2 separate regions of the Gasterosteus aculeatus genome follow, and region 2 is linked to region 1. Evidence: chromatin contacts called from public Hi-C data. All regions are on one chromosome and are shown on one strand. The core of a region is the stretch at or near the end of the contact, and the rest is flanking DNA. Distances in the headings are between cores, read along the strand shown. Region 1 overlaps emid1 (EMI domain containing 1). Region 2 holds the start of emid1 (EMI domain containing 1).

What was found. A called contact is a pair of places that touch in the nucleus more often than the background predicts.
Region 2: a contact with region 1 is called in a Hi-C map of skeletal muscle, with 6 times the contacts expected there. The contact joins the promoter of emid1 here to the enhancer-like site in region 1. A contact is called at or near these places in 4 of 6 Hi-C or Micro-C datasets (skeletal muscle, tail fin and whole body).

Annotation. Positions count from the first base shown.
Region 1 is chr13:10,443,355-10,450,591 of fGasAcu3.hap1.1, forward strand. emid1 (EMI domain containing 1) reads right to left here. Exons shown (of 16, transcript XR_013451976.1): 9 at 7,125-7,232; 10 at 4,548-4,637; 11 at 4,280-4,332; 12 at 4,106-4,168; 13 at 3,974-4,018; 14 at 3,688-3,732; 15 at 1,350-1,708; 16 at 1-273. Among protein-coding and RNA genes, the nearest start is that of ewsr1b, 7.6 kb to the left of the region's middle. Within about 2 kb of position 5,872, at least 1 of the 9 cell types and tissues checked has open chromatin away from gene starts, as enhancers often do.
Region 2 is chr13:10,484,954-10,491,852 of fGasAcu3.hap1.1, forward strand. emid1 (EMI domain containing 1) reads right to left here and starts at 1,277. Exons shown (of 16, transcript XR_013451976.1): 1 at 574-1,277. It overlaps dnah10 (dynein axonemal heavy chain 10), which reads right to left. Exons shown (of 78, transcript XM_040195657.2): 67 at 6,712-6,866; 68 at 6,308-6,491; 69 at 5,976-6,176; 70 at 5,452-5,661; 71 at 5,254-5,349; 72 at 4,986-5,157; 73 at 4,618-4,749; 74 at 4,168-4,379; 75 at 3,915-4,082; 76 at 3,613-3,793; 77 at 3,391-3,536; 78 at 2,700-3,296. The coding sequence ends at 3,150.

The sequences.
Region 1 (7,237 bases), core at 4,622-7,121:
CCATCCTTAATCTGAAAGTAAAGCCCAGAGAGGGTATCAGGTATCAGATACGGTCTAAATCTGATGACGGCCAATGAGACCTATGGGAGGGGGGGGGGGGTCAACCCAGCGCGCGATCCTCAGGGTGAGCAGGAGGGGGCTACTTCCCTCGAACCTTGGTGTTGGTGGACAGAGGAGAAGCAAGTCGATATGGAAGCGCACCTGCTCGCTTATCTCTGTAGAAACTAGGGGAGGCTGTGCCAAACGGTCCGTCCCCAGACCCTACATCAGGCTCTGTTGAAGAAAGACAGCAGTTGGAACGAGGCCTCCCTGTCCGTCAGTGTGTGAGGACATGCGTGCTCTGTAGTCCTAATCCAAGTCTACTCCCACCTGGCTGTTCACCTGCAGGTGTCAGGAGTGGGTCCTTATTTTGATCGGACACCAGTTGCCCAGTTTTTACATCAAAATGGTTAATGAAGTGATTAGTGTAGAAAGGATTCAGGAAATCCTTCTTTGCTGGATTTCTTTGTAAAGGCCGTGCATCTGGCTGTGACAACTGTTTGTCAATTTCTCCATTTATTTGTTTTTATAGATTAGTTGTTTCTTCTATAAAATGTTGACAACCAGCAACAGTTAACCACTGAAATATATTAAATTCCAAGGACGTAACGCAGCATATGAGAAGCCAAAATAAAATTTTTGAAGGCAATTTCTTCCTGCATAAATAACTTAACAATTCAGTGGTTTTCAAAAATGATTATCTGTCATTTGAATAATTGTTTTATTGACTTCTCATTGCAGCACTATTGCTAGACTAACATACTAAACATTCATTGATACACATACACACTCAGTTATTATACAAATAATTATAGCCCGTAAAACAATATCAAATCAAATAATCAATGTTAAAATAAATCGTTGGGTTCATTAGGAGTTTAACACTCAGCCGATGTGCTTCAGCAGGACTGTGGTTTGATCACATGGGATTGATGGTTCTGGTGACATCAGAAACCAAATAAATGAACCTTTATCTGATTTATTTTCAAATGTTGCTCCATCCTTATTGGAGCTTGGAAGTTTGTGACATTAACCCGCAAGAAGAGCAAAGATAAATGCACAACAGCAAATTCCCTGTGAAATAACACATGTGATCATGTAAATAGTGTTTCAGGGCCTTTCAAATATCTTTGCCAGAACCAAAACAATTCATACATAAGAAGACATCTACTTTTTTCAGCGACTAGATCAACATGCAGCAGTTTAGGGATAAATGATCAATTCTATGCTGCTATCATGTGATCATTTGACCTCGTAAAAAAGGTGAGTGAGGGCTGGCAGAGCTGTGGGTGAGGATGTCTCAGCGTTACCTGGCCAGATGATAGCCTCCAGTAGTGTCACCCTGCGAGCCAGAAGCTCGAGGTCTGCCTGCAAGTCGTGGAACATCTGCAAGCTAATGTCCTATCAGAGAGCAGCAACAGGGGGGACCGTGTGAGGGGGGTTGGAAACACCGGCCTGAGTCCCGGGGCTGCTCGCGACTGTTCCCACTCCCTGTCCCAGCGGTGAGGTACAGTGACAGTTTACTGCCCCCCACCACCTTTGACCCCTGCCTAAAGCTGACCTAGCCTCAGGCCCCCTACTCACCATGAATACCGATCATAGTCTCAAGGATTAAAACCCGCTCGGCTAAGATCTTCAGCGCCTCTCTGATCTGATGTATGCCGTCCCCCTGTGAAGATAGATACAGCCGTCAAGGTAAGGAGCACAGGCAAAAGGACTGCTCGCCAGGATGCAAGTCATTATGTCTCTCAGTACAATTCAGCAGTTAGAAGGTTAAAACAGTCCACATATCTGCACGGCGCTCTGAGACATATCTGTTCCCCGTATTTCTCTCATTCTCTGGCCATGCCGCTGTATGAGCTCAGCCGCTGCCATGCTGGGCCGGAGAACATCGGCATGCACGTTACAGACCAGCCCCATGTTGGTGACATAACACAGCAGGATCCCATTAAACCAGGATTTAGATTGGATCATGCCATCTGCATTCTTTTTTTTTTTTTTCGTTGAGGAGCACTTAAGCCAGGCAGTTATTTCTACAGCACCACAGCTTTCAACGCCGTGGTCACTAAAATGATCCCATGTTGCTGGACACAATGAAGCCAGCGTAGATTTACACTAATTAAATCTAATTGATTTGTCGTTTAATAAAAGATGAGGCAGTGGCTTCATGAGGCGCATCTTGAGACGGGATGAAATGAGTCGGACGAGAGAAGTAAAGCAGGCAGAGAGCGAGCTAAAAGAATCAAAGCATGCAGAGAGAGACGAAGCGGTTGGTGCGTAGGTGAGTGAAATGCCTTTATTAGTAGGAAACCAACGGCAGACTTTATTGGGAGAAAAAAGGCAAAGTTTCGGGTCCTGAAATAACTGATGACATGTTACTTTAATGCTGGCAGTGTGGCTTAGTTTGTTGGGTGGATGCATCTCTTCTTTAGGTTGAGTCGTTGCCAGGATTTGCCATGAAATGACTGACTAGACATTTATGACGATGCCCACGGGATGATTAGTACTGAGATACTTTCACCTCTCTGGTCATAAACTAATGACATTCTCATCAACCACAGCCACAGTACTTTGTGTGTAGCGTGCACATTAACACCCAACTTAAAGCCTAACAGACACCAGCATGGTGGTAGACTCCCTTTCGTCAGAGGATGAATCTCCAAATAAACTGTAGGATTTTGAGATACTTTGCCTTACTTCTTTTTTAACCGCCCTGTGTTACTTTCCTCATTAGATGCATTTTATAGTTGACTTTGGAAAGAAGGTTTCCGTGGTACTTGGTGGGGAAATCATGCAGGGTTGCATTATGGGATGAAATAGTATAGCTGTATCTTCTCCACTCACATCAGAGCACAAACCCTCTAAACCCAACAGGACCCACCACCGACACACATGGAGGGATTTGGCATATACATTTCACACATTTGCTCTGTGTACATCTTAAAGTACAAATACAGCGGAATTTGGGATTTCTACATTCTACATTGATTCACTCAGTCAAAGCTGGTGCCGTTAAGAGATTGCTATTGTTTTTTGCTTATTTGTATGTATATGCCAAAGTCAGGTGCTGAAAAGGTGACTGTGAAAGGTAGCCATGGGGACAGAAGCTTGCAGAGGAAGTCAGGCAGCTTTAGGGTGGAGACGACAGAGTCGTGACAAGGGACAGCAGTCCAGAGCACACCCCGAGGACCAACAAAAACAAAAACACATTAACACGGTTCCACACACAAAGTCACACACGGCAACGGCTAAAATCACAGGGACTCAAACAGAAACAACAACGTGAAACACACACTTTCTCAGGAGAGAATGAGATGAAAACCACTTTGTGGCCGACCGTAGCAATACAGTGATTGTAAAAAGATAATGATCATGACCTGGGATGGAGGTCATGGTTAGACTTGCGCTTTAGGTCACAGAATAGAATAATTGCATCGCAAAGTGAACACAAGATGACATAAATTAAAGATATCTTACATTTAGATTGCTCTTTAAAATGAGAAAGATGTAAAAGAAAAATAAGGGTTAGACAGACACAGGGGAATTATTGAACGAGGGAATGTTTTGTTAAATCTTTAAACTTAAAGCAAAACTCTCCTCCCCTGTATCACCATGACAGCTGAGAAGTACCACTGACTACTTTCTTACCGGCAAGCCCTTCTCTCCTGGCTGTCCCTTGGGACCTGGTGCTCCCTGAAAGAAATATTCAAAACAGAATAAAAATATGACATCAGAACAATCCGCTGAAAGCGTTGCCGCCGTTTACTTCAACAGAATGAGCTCCTCCTCTCTGCGACTGCGTTGTCGCAGGTCGGTGTGATCTGCAGCGCTGCTGGTTAGCGTAGTTTACAGTACTGTAACCAGCGATGACATGTGTTGATGTTTCCCCCCCACACGCTGGTTTACTCAGGCCAAAATCGTGGAGGAAGCTTACCGACTCGCCCCTGAAGCCCCTCTCTCCTTGGTAACCTAGAGGGCCCTGAAAAAAACAAAGGCGTGCTGTTCAAGGATGTCGAGTAGATGAGGAAAACCTACTGAATTTTCATAGAGTTGCGGGTGTGCTCACTCTCTCCCCGCGATCTCCCTTTGGACCCACAGGGCCCTGCGGTCCAGGAGCTCCAGATTTCCCCTGTATTGAGTCAGGAAGTGGAGAGATGACATCGATTGCATTGGACGAGCGACCGATCTGATGGCGCTAAACTCGGTAAGTGCAGCACAACGCTGTAGTGAGTGAGCTTACATTCTGTCCTGATGGGCCAACAGGTCCTGCCGGGCCTCTGGGACCTGGTGGGCCTAAGAAATAGTTTAAAAAAAGACTCATGTTAGCACCCCAATGATGGAGGGGGAGTTGAGGTTTAGTTGTGTTTTGCGCATTGTGTTGTTGTGTTGTCGAGTAAAAAAAATCAATTGTCTAAAGGAATATTTTGTACTTGGTCACCTGGTTAAAGATAAATACCACAAATACCAAAAAGTGTCGAGTTGTGTGCAGTGCAGGGATAAACACTCACCGAGCGGCCCGGGGGGGCCCTGAGGTCCTGGAACAGGCGACCCTCTGGAGTCATGGAAAGTGTTGCTGAACAAGAGGTCTTTTCCGCGACCTCGGGTTGAAAGAAATTGCTTGAGTTACTTTACAGTTGTACACATTTAACATTTATCAACTATGTTTATTTCATGTAGCCCTTAAGGGAATCGTTGGAACTCAAACCCGGCTGTAGTTACGGGTTTCAATGATTGTCGACGAATACGAAACACACTGCCATGACATGAAAATATTGTTTGCGGCAATTCATGTGATGCTTTACCTCAAACAAGCTCCACCAATGAAATGGATGTAATTTGCTGATGTTAATCTTCAGGATTAGGTCTAAAAACACTAAACAAATTGTAGCACTTAATTTGTACTTATAATGGCTCTTATCTATAGCAAGTTGTTAATCGGCTTACTTGATGAAATTGCAATTTCTTGTTTCTTGTTCTTCTGGGTTTGTATCCTTATGGTTGAAATGCACTTATTGTAAGTCGCTTTGGATAAAAACGTCAGCTAAATGACATGTGATGTAATGTTGATAGTTTTAGTTGATGAGGCGTTTGTATGACGCCTGAGAGAAAGTGCTGTCTGAAGAAGTCTGTGGTGAGATGTTCCCACGGTTGCGTTTGTGATTTAACAGACCTGAACCTCAAAGCTTTTCCTGTGTGTGATGTTTTACTTTGGTTTTATGTTGCTCTATGACTGCTTTTTTTTTTTTAACACAACATAGTTTGAGCTCAGGGCTTTTCTCAACGCTACAAAAAGCTGCAGAGCGAGGCACAATCCTTTTGAAATAATGTTTTTTCACAGCGCAGTGGTGCCGCTGTCGCGCTCGGTCTGAGAAGGCCTCGAGTCCTGCTGTCCGCACCAGAGAAGTCACTGCATTCCTGCAGTAAATTATTCCACAGGGTAATCCAACTGAATGAGGCGGATTGAGAAGCCAGACTCAGGGAAAGGAGGGTGATCTTTATTATAACCTCCAGAGGGCAGTATCCTCCAACAAACACAAAAACTACGACCCTAATGACTTCAACAGGTTGGTAAACTACACTAAAATGCCTCCAAAAGCCCTTTCAGTAGCAGATCTGTGTTTCTCATCCATTAAAAACATTGGAATTTCGAATCCGCTGTGTAACAACGCTGACTGGACGTCTTCACCTCACTGAGATGGTGGTAAACGTTTGAGCAATAGAGGAAGTGTGCGGCCATTGGGCCATTTTAGACGGGTAGGAAACACAAATCCAATCACAGCGTGAGTCAGGAGACTCAGAGAGGAGGAGGAGGATGAGGAGGAGGAGGAGGAGGAGGAGAGCTGACATCCTGAAACATCTTCCAGCTGCCAGAACGTCGCACATCGCTGCCAGATCTCAACCAGAGTTGACATCCAAAAACCCGGCCGCTCTCTCTGTCTCTTTCTACTCTCTACTTAACGTGACATAACAACGTGTGGAGGATGTTCAAACATCAGCGCTGCGCCTCAATACTACGTTCTGGCTGCTGGACAGGAGCCCTCTCCTGTTCGGCTGAAGGGAATTCCAACCTCCTGATGCACACGCAAAAGCCAAATAAGCCGGTGTTTTCCAAAGGAAGCTCAAAACGTCTCCTACTGTTACTTTGATGCGAAAGAAATGGCTCGCAGTCTCGGAAGCGATCGTGGCCACCGCGACGAGCCCACAGCTTTCTCCACGCAGAGAGCCAGAGCTTTAAAAATATACGCGCGCCGAATTCTTTGCTTTACCACTGAAGCCACATTTTAAAAAGCAGAGGCGTTGAGAAGGCCTCCATCTGTTTCTCACACGTCCCTTCAGCTGTGTGAGCTGCCCACATCTGGAAGTTGTTGAGTGACATCAGTGATGGACAGGGTCTCATCAAAGCATGTGACGTCCGAGTGGATCTCGGACCGTCTCTGCCTTCGTTTGAAACACTTTGACGCTCCTCTGGCTGGCTGGTAGACAATGAGGAGCGAGTAGCTGTTAGAGGATTACCGCCATCCTGTCTGTTTCTCATTCACTGTGTTTCCTTTGTTTATCAGTAGTCATAAAACTTCTGAAAGCCATTATGCAGCCGGAGAGAACATGTCTGTGAGCCTGCTAGGGATGCATGAATATCAAGGGTTTGGGGTCTGTAAAACATCGGCGGGCAGCCGCAGAACAAAGGCGTGGATTTGATCAGTGTACACGCACTCATTCATGGTAAACTGATTTCAAAATGAAATATACAGCAAGAAAATTGCATTGCTTTTACTTATTGAAGTCTGTTTACAGGTGTTTGGGAGTACCGCTGTATAAAGTAGCATGAAGCCTCTAGTGATGTTACTTTAGACCGTATCAGCAGTATGAAAATAAAAGGCGTGTGGTGGAGGTAGAAAGCAGACCTCTGTAGCTGCCTCCTCATCTCTGCTTGAGACTTTCAGCTTGTGTTTAGCTGCTATTAGCAGCACAATGTTAGTGGGAGAGTTGACTTAACTTAAATACATTTTTAACACTTTATTTTCAGGTATTTTTTGAACTGTTGTCGTGGACGCTGTACGACGTCCGTTACTTGTCCGAGGTCTTACTCTGGTCCGGATCTGGGATGTGGGCACTGGCCTCAGCTGGAGGCCCCGGAGGGCCAGGCGGGCCTGGAAGACCCCTTTCCCCTGGGAGTCCTTGTGGACCACGAGGGCCTGAG
Region 2 (6,899 bases), core at 27-2,526, 37 kb after region 1:
GGGGTTAAGTAACTCTGTGTCGGACACACAGGGGACAAATCATATCACGGGACCGTCTCTCACCCCCCCCCTTTTCTTTCAATGGACTATGTGCATGGCTATTCCAATCAAGCTTGTGCGTTTTTATTACAGCCACCAATGTCTTCACCTCCCCGTCTAACACACTTGTGGTACTTTGAGGAGCGTCCTGACATCTCCAGCAGCGGAGTTCAGGAGCACAACACACCTCAGAAACAGTGCATGGGGGACGGGGGGCCCACTGGAGCCCCGCAGAGAGAGAGAGAGAGAGAGAGAGGAAGAGGGTGTGTGGATGGGGACAACAAGGAAGAGTGGACTCAGCAGAATAGTGTGAGCACAGGAAAAAGGAAACAAAGTGCCAGGAAGACAATAGGACCTGGTGGATGGATGTCGGTGGGAGTAGCTCTGCAGAGGACATCCGAAACTGAGATTGGGAAGATGTCAAAATAAGACTGAGGCAAAAAAGGGGGTTGTTGTGTAGCTGTAACACATGACACAACCGAGGAGTAACACACAGTACAGAGGTCTGCGTGTTCCAATGAGTAGAGGACGTACCTTTTCTGATAGACGGAGGTGTGAGAGGCTGCAGCCTGGCCGCCGACCGGGTAGTGTGTTTTGTAAAGTCCCGTCTTCCAGGTCCCCTCGGCTGACGTGGTGGCGACCCAGAGGATCAGCGCGGTCCAGAGGAAACTTTTGCCACAAGGCGCGGACACGCTCTCCCGTTGGCGCGGTCCCATTTCCGTGGCATCCAAAGCGCGGTCGGCAAGAAGTACAACTGAGCCCGGATCCCCCCCGTGAGAACGCAGACCCTCCAGCGCGGTGGGACTAAACGTGTCAAGCGGCTGCGGCGCGGCCGGAAAAGACGCGCATCCCCGTCTCTGCAGTAGCGCACGTGCAGCGATGTGGACCGAAGTGGAGAGAATGTCCAAAAAACTCCGTGTCCGTCTGTGCGTTCAGTATTCCTGACTGCGAACTCCCTGACGTGACACTGTAGAAAGCCCCCACCGCGCAAAGCCCGCCTGTCTCTACCTATGACGAGAGAGCGGACACTTGAATATATGCACCGAATCGCGCGCGCGTGGGTGTTAAATTGCGTGTCCTTCCTCTGCGCCGCCTGCCTCCGTCTGCGCGCGTATCCACCGCAGCTTTTCTTTTCTCTTTTTTTTTCTTTCTTACTGCAGCGGGCATGAAACCACTTTTATAGCCTCCCCGGGTCTCTTAAACGCGCAGCCTGCGGGGTCGTTTGCACCCTGTCCCGTTTCTCACGGAGGACAACGCGCGGCCGGGACTCTGCCGGTGACGAGCATTTGTTATTTTAATACAAAATCAATCACAACCAAGACATGGCTCTGTTATTACTCATAAAAGCCCATAAAGCTGCACTGTTACCACCGTGTTTTAACCTGCTGTCTCTCCATCCACCCGTGATGTTCGTGTCCCATAGCTGAGCAGTTGTCTCTTTCTGTCAAAGCTGCAGAATAGTTGAGGTTACTGTAACCTCCGTCGGACTGTGCACGAGGGACATGGGTTTACAGTGCCGGCAACCACAGCGCAGCCTTCAACCGCAGCCAAAGCCTGAGGGCCCCAGATGTCTGTCATGCCCGGGGCAGACTACGCCTCCAGGGCCCCATCATGGGCTGAGCTGGCCGACATGTAGCAAAGAGCACTTATGCAGGTGGCTTGTATACCAGTTCTAGTGAGGTTCTCAGTTACAGGTTTTGTTAACACTTTGACACTCATAGGCGAGGCGTTCACACCGGCACTAATCGCCTCCCGTACGATGGACAGAAAGTGGCTGTCCACTGGGATGAGACCGAGTAAGCCCACCTGCTCTTAACCACAGCAAACAGAAAGTGTTTGGTATTGGGGGGGAAATGAGCAGTGAGAGTTTTTTGTTTCAGGGCACTGGTGGTATTTGACAATGTAGCCAATGTAGCCAACAGGGACTGGATCAATAAGGGTTCATACAAACCCCTCCAGTCATGAGCAGCTGAACACACTTTGGACATCTGCGGTGGGAGACGTTGCTCGTTGTGGGTTTTCCTTCTCATTTACTGTACCAACAGTGCACACTGCAGCTCACTCATAATAATAATCTGTGGGTTCATTAGAAATGATTTCCTTTTTTTTTTAACAGTGAAACACAATTCCTTGGTCATAAACATGTCTGAGTGGCCCACAATTGATGACAGTGGCTCAAGTTAAAGACGACAAGACATCTTTGAAGGAAATGTAAAATATTACATGTACGTTGGTGGTTATTTGTCTTGTGGTGATTTCAGCCGGTAAGTTCAGTCTAAACATCACTGATTTCATCTGCACTTGAGCGCCTCAGGCTACATGTCATGCAGCATTCATCATATAGTACATGATGAATGCTGCACACCAAAAACCTTTTATTTCTGTGTTTCTGTGACCTCACCGCCAGAGCTAAAATATCTTTGCCCGAACTCCACCTGCTTTGCCATGCTGACTTCAGCAGCCTCGATTACGTGGTGCTGCACTAGATTCGTTTATTAAACGTTAGAGTGAAGCACGCTGCCTATCCGGCAGTAAGTGGAAAACTTCAGCAGCTTTTGGTCAACGGCACATTTTCCACTGTATGCGTCAGATTATGTTCTTTTTACAGCCTCAAAAGAAATACTCAGCATCTACTTACCTTAAAGGAATGAACAGAGTTCTTAAACATTAAACACGTTTATTTAACATTAACAGCAAACATTTATTTAATTAGATACAAGTAGTATCCTTTAAGGACAGACAGATCCTGACCCACTAGAGCGTATTGGTACTTTGCTCACTGTTACGCTGAAGACAAATGCCTGGAGCTTCTGCCCCGACTGACGGGTTCATTACTGCTGTGTGCTGCCATCTAGTGAGAAAATAATGAAGGCCCTGAAGTGGAAAACAAGTCCAACGTACTTTTCTTTTGTGCCTATCAATTCATCTTTTTTTAAATATGTATAATCTTTCATCATAACTTATTGGTTTCATCTAATCTACCTGTTAATCGGACGTACCCGCGGGTTTTTCTCGCAAACTCTCTAAAGAAGCAGAAATCCATGTTATTGATCAACGTGTTGGAACAGACTGCGTGAAAGCAAACCAGCTGAGTTGACTGAGCGAGGTCCTCAGTCGGCGTTGAGGCACAAACAGACTCCCTGGAGCACCCAGTGAGAGATGTGCACGGTGGTGGACAGGTCCGCCTCAAAGACCAACCCCACACCCATCGCATTCCTCCGCAGGGACGTGGTGTACACTGGTGTCCGTATGCTATTCTGCGGTACAAAACACGCATGACAGTTAGGGGGAAAAAATGGAATCAGTGAAGTTATTATATGTTTGGAGGTCTGCAGTGCCAGCGGCCCACACCTGTAGCCTCAGGCGGTGCGCCTCTATGGGGATGACTTTGAGAATGGGGAGTTCGACCAGCAGAACCTTTGGTATACTCTTCACCAGGCAGCCCTTCTCCATGTCCCAGTCCGCCCCCTGCAGATACAGGCCGGACACAAAGCAGCCTGCAGTGGAAAACACCATCAGTCTCTATAACTAACCACTGATTACGTTACAAATGGGTAGTTCTTATTTCATTACCCTGTCCAGGCCGGTCGCTGACTTCGTCCTCACTGCGGTACTGGGACACCTGTGTGTACAGTGTGGAAAGATCTAGAGGCCAACCATTTTTTCTGCACGCAGCTTGGACCAGTGCTGTCAGGTAGGACTCTGGGATATGAAGTCCTGATAGCCACATGACCTTAGGCTCTCCCTCATCCACCTAGTGGGTAAAAAATGCACAGACACATCAGACAGGAAGATGCTTTCTCTACTTTTTAATGCCAGTAGACATAAGGGCGACATGTAAGAGGTTAGCCGTGACAATGTGTGTCTGTTCTCACCCAGTTCCTATACTGTTCATAGCGCCTCTTGAAATGGCTCATCCAGTTGCCAAGGGACTTGAGAGTGTCAGGTGCCAATTTCTTCCAAATGGCAGGGATAAGACCATTAAAAAGTGCACGAGCAACCTCATCCAACTCACTGCTCATGCCCACCTCACCAGCCAAGGCCTACGGGACACAAGACAATCAGATATGCAACCCATATCGGTTTCTATTTCCTAATATGTTGTTGTCCTCCGTCCCTCCTTCTCACCCTCTGCATCTCAGCCAGAGAGAGCTGCATGCGGACCACCAGCTTGTTGAAGCGCTCCAGTTCTTGAAGCAGCACCACTGCGGTTGGGGAAATGTCGGTTCCAAACCTTTTGGAGATCACGTCCATGTCAAATAACTTGGGCAGCTTGTTCTGAATGTCGCGGGCCACCTGGCTGATGAAATCATCCCTACCAATGGCTCCACCAGATTCACCTGAGGTATATGAGGGTGTTAAAGGCCATTAAAGAAGAAACACATGGCAGCATGGTGGCCAAGAGAGTAAACACCTCTTAGACCGTATGGAATAGTTTGTACTTTTGAAAAAAGCAAATATTATAGCCTGGAATGCTCTTGAGCACTCACTCAATGTCATAGGCGGGAAAGTAACGTGTCTATTTCTTTCGTTGAAATGAATTGAGAAGCAAGATAGACAAATGCAGCCAAAGCATACCTGTCTGAGGCTGCAGGTCTATCAGGTGAGCCCACATGTCTTCAGCTGCCTGGGTGTAGTATCTTATCTCTGCATTGGAATGAAGACCCAATACCTCTGGTGTGTTTGATAGCGGTAGCTCCTCAATTTCATCTGTATCAGGAGGGTAAAAATGTAGGTTTTAGCAGCGACCAGCAGTTCAATAGTTTGCTCTGTCGGCCGGCCAACAAAATGTCCCACGCAACGGCAGAAACTGTTTCTGCACCTGGTTTTCCGCCATTTGGAATGGAGGCTAAGTGTTTATGAGGTTTTCTGTGTGTGTGAATGCATTCAAACGTGACGGATTCATTCACGCACATGACTGTAGAGCAATTCCAATATTGACTTACCAACGTATACTTTCTTGGACCCAGTTGGGGGGATCTTATAATCTACGTCCTTGTTGCTGAAGAAGTGGAATTGCCGAAAAGTGTAGAAGAGGAAGTCTCCAAGGTACTCATCCATGTAGACATTCAGGATCCTGCGGTCAAAGCTATCTATGGCTCGCCCACCATACATCACCTACAGAAAACGATATGCACACGCTTAATGTATCAGCATCAGCCTGCAACCTTATAGATATGCAATCTATTAAATCACAATGGATTCAGCTCTAACCTCCCCAATAAGGTATTTAAGACTTCCCCAGGGAATATTGGTTTCTCCTTGGTTGTGAGCCTTGGTCAGGTAGGTCTTCAAGATCTCCATACACACCTGTTGAACCCGGGGAAGTTAATAGAAATACAACACATAATGATAATATATAATCAAACAAAATCACTTAAATATAGAGAAAATCACTTCCGTGCCACTTACGAAGAAGTCAGACTCGTTGAAGTCGTAGGGCACGTTCCAGCCAATCTTGCCGTACTTGCGTCTCTCTTGCACCACAGCATGGAAGAAGGCCAGCACATATACCAGACTGCTGTAGGCAGGGTGAGGGCATGCAAACAAGGACTCCTGGGTTATTTTGGAGTACGTTGCTCTTATGTTCAACTTGAGACCGTTGGGAGGCTCTGTCACTACCTGCACACAATATTAAAGCACATGTAAACAGAGTGACGATTAAGAAAATGCTGAGCTGTTATTATCGTAGTTAGTATTGTCAAATGTGAACAGCAGTCTCAACAAGCCATTCGGCCTCATATCAAAAAGGCAAGTCTTGGAAAGTTTAACAAAATAAAAAGTTGTCTCTTCCATTCTCATTGAATGCGGCTAACCCCCACTGGTGCGTATAATGTTAAAGTATTCTACTTCAACACCCATTTACAGAAATCCTTGTACTCAATCCTGGATCTTGGAAACCCTACGAAGGAAGGTAAAGAAAAGTTGTGTTTCACCTTTAGAGACTTTTGCAGTATGCCAATGGGGAAATCCTGGATGGGGTTTGTGGTGAGCCACAAGCGGAAATTGGGGTTGGGCTTGGTGATCCTCTCTAAGGACTTCTCCAGGTCCTTCAGCCACTTTACCAGCAGGTGGCAGTTCTGTAACATCAACCAGTGACCACGGGACGCCGCCCTCTCCAGCAACTGCAGGGCCACCTTTAACACAGTTTCAGAAGACATCTACCCTCAACGTCCTAACTTTCCATTGTTAGCGTGACTACTTCCTGTTCCCCACACTCATTCCACATGCCCACACTTAAAGGTGTGCAGCTGTGATATGGAAGTACCTTCTCTTGGCCTTGGCCCATAGCAAGAAACTTGAACTTGTTGTCTCCAAAGCCTGACCTCTCGGCTAGTTTCATGAGGTCAGTGGCCGGATCAGAACCGGAACTCAAGATGAAGACAATGGGGGAGGAAGGTGTGCTCTGTTCATAAATTGCATCATAGTTGATCACAGGGGGCTGCACATATCTGAGCAGAAACACAAGAAAACACAAAGAAACTCAGTTTCTGGATTTACTCTCTTTACACGGAGAAACAGTTTTCTCTGTGTAAATATTCAGTTCTTCTATAAAACATTGTCAAATAACTGAATGGTCAACTTGAACAGCATCAGCGGGTGTATGCTGCACATGCATTGTACAGCATACAAATATCTCTGACTGCAATAATGCAACGGAAACAGTCCCACTTCTCGCCCATGGTGACCGTGATGTAGTCGGTCACAGCTCTGTAGATTCTATCGACACGGAAGCAGCGCAGCAGCAGCAGCTTCTGAAAGGCTGACAGCTCCTCCTCATATTTCATGGGGAATTGAGCCTGTTCCGGTGCATCTAAGTCGTACCACTGAGGGGAAAGAGAATGAGGGTTAACCTCTCA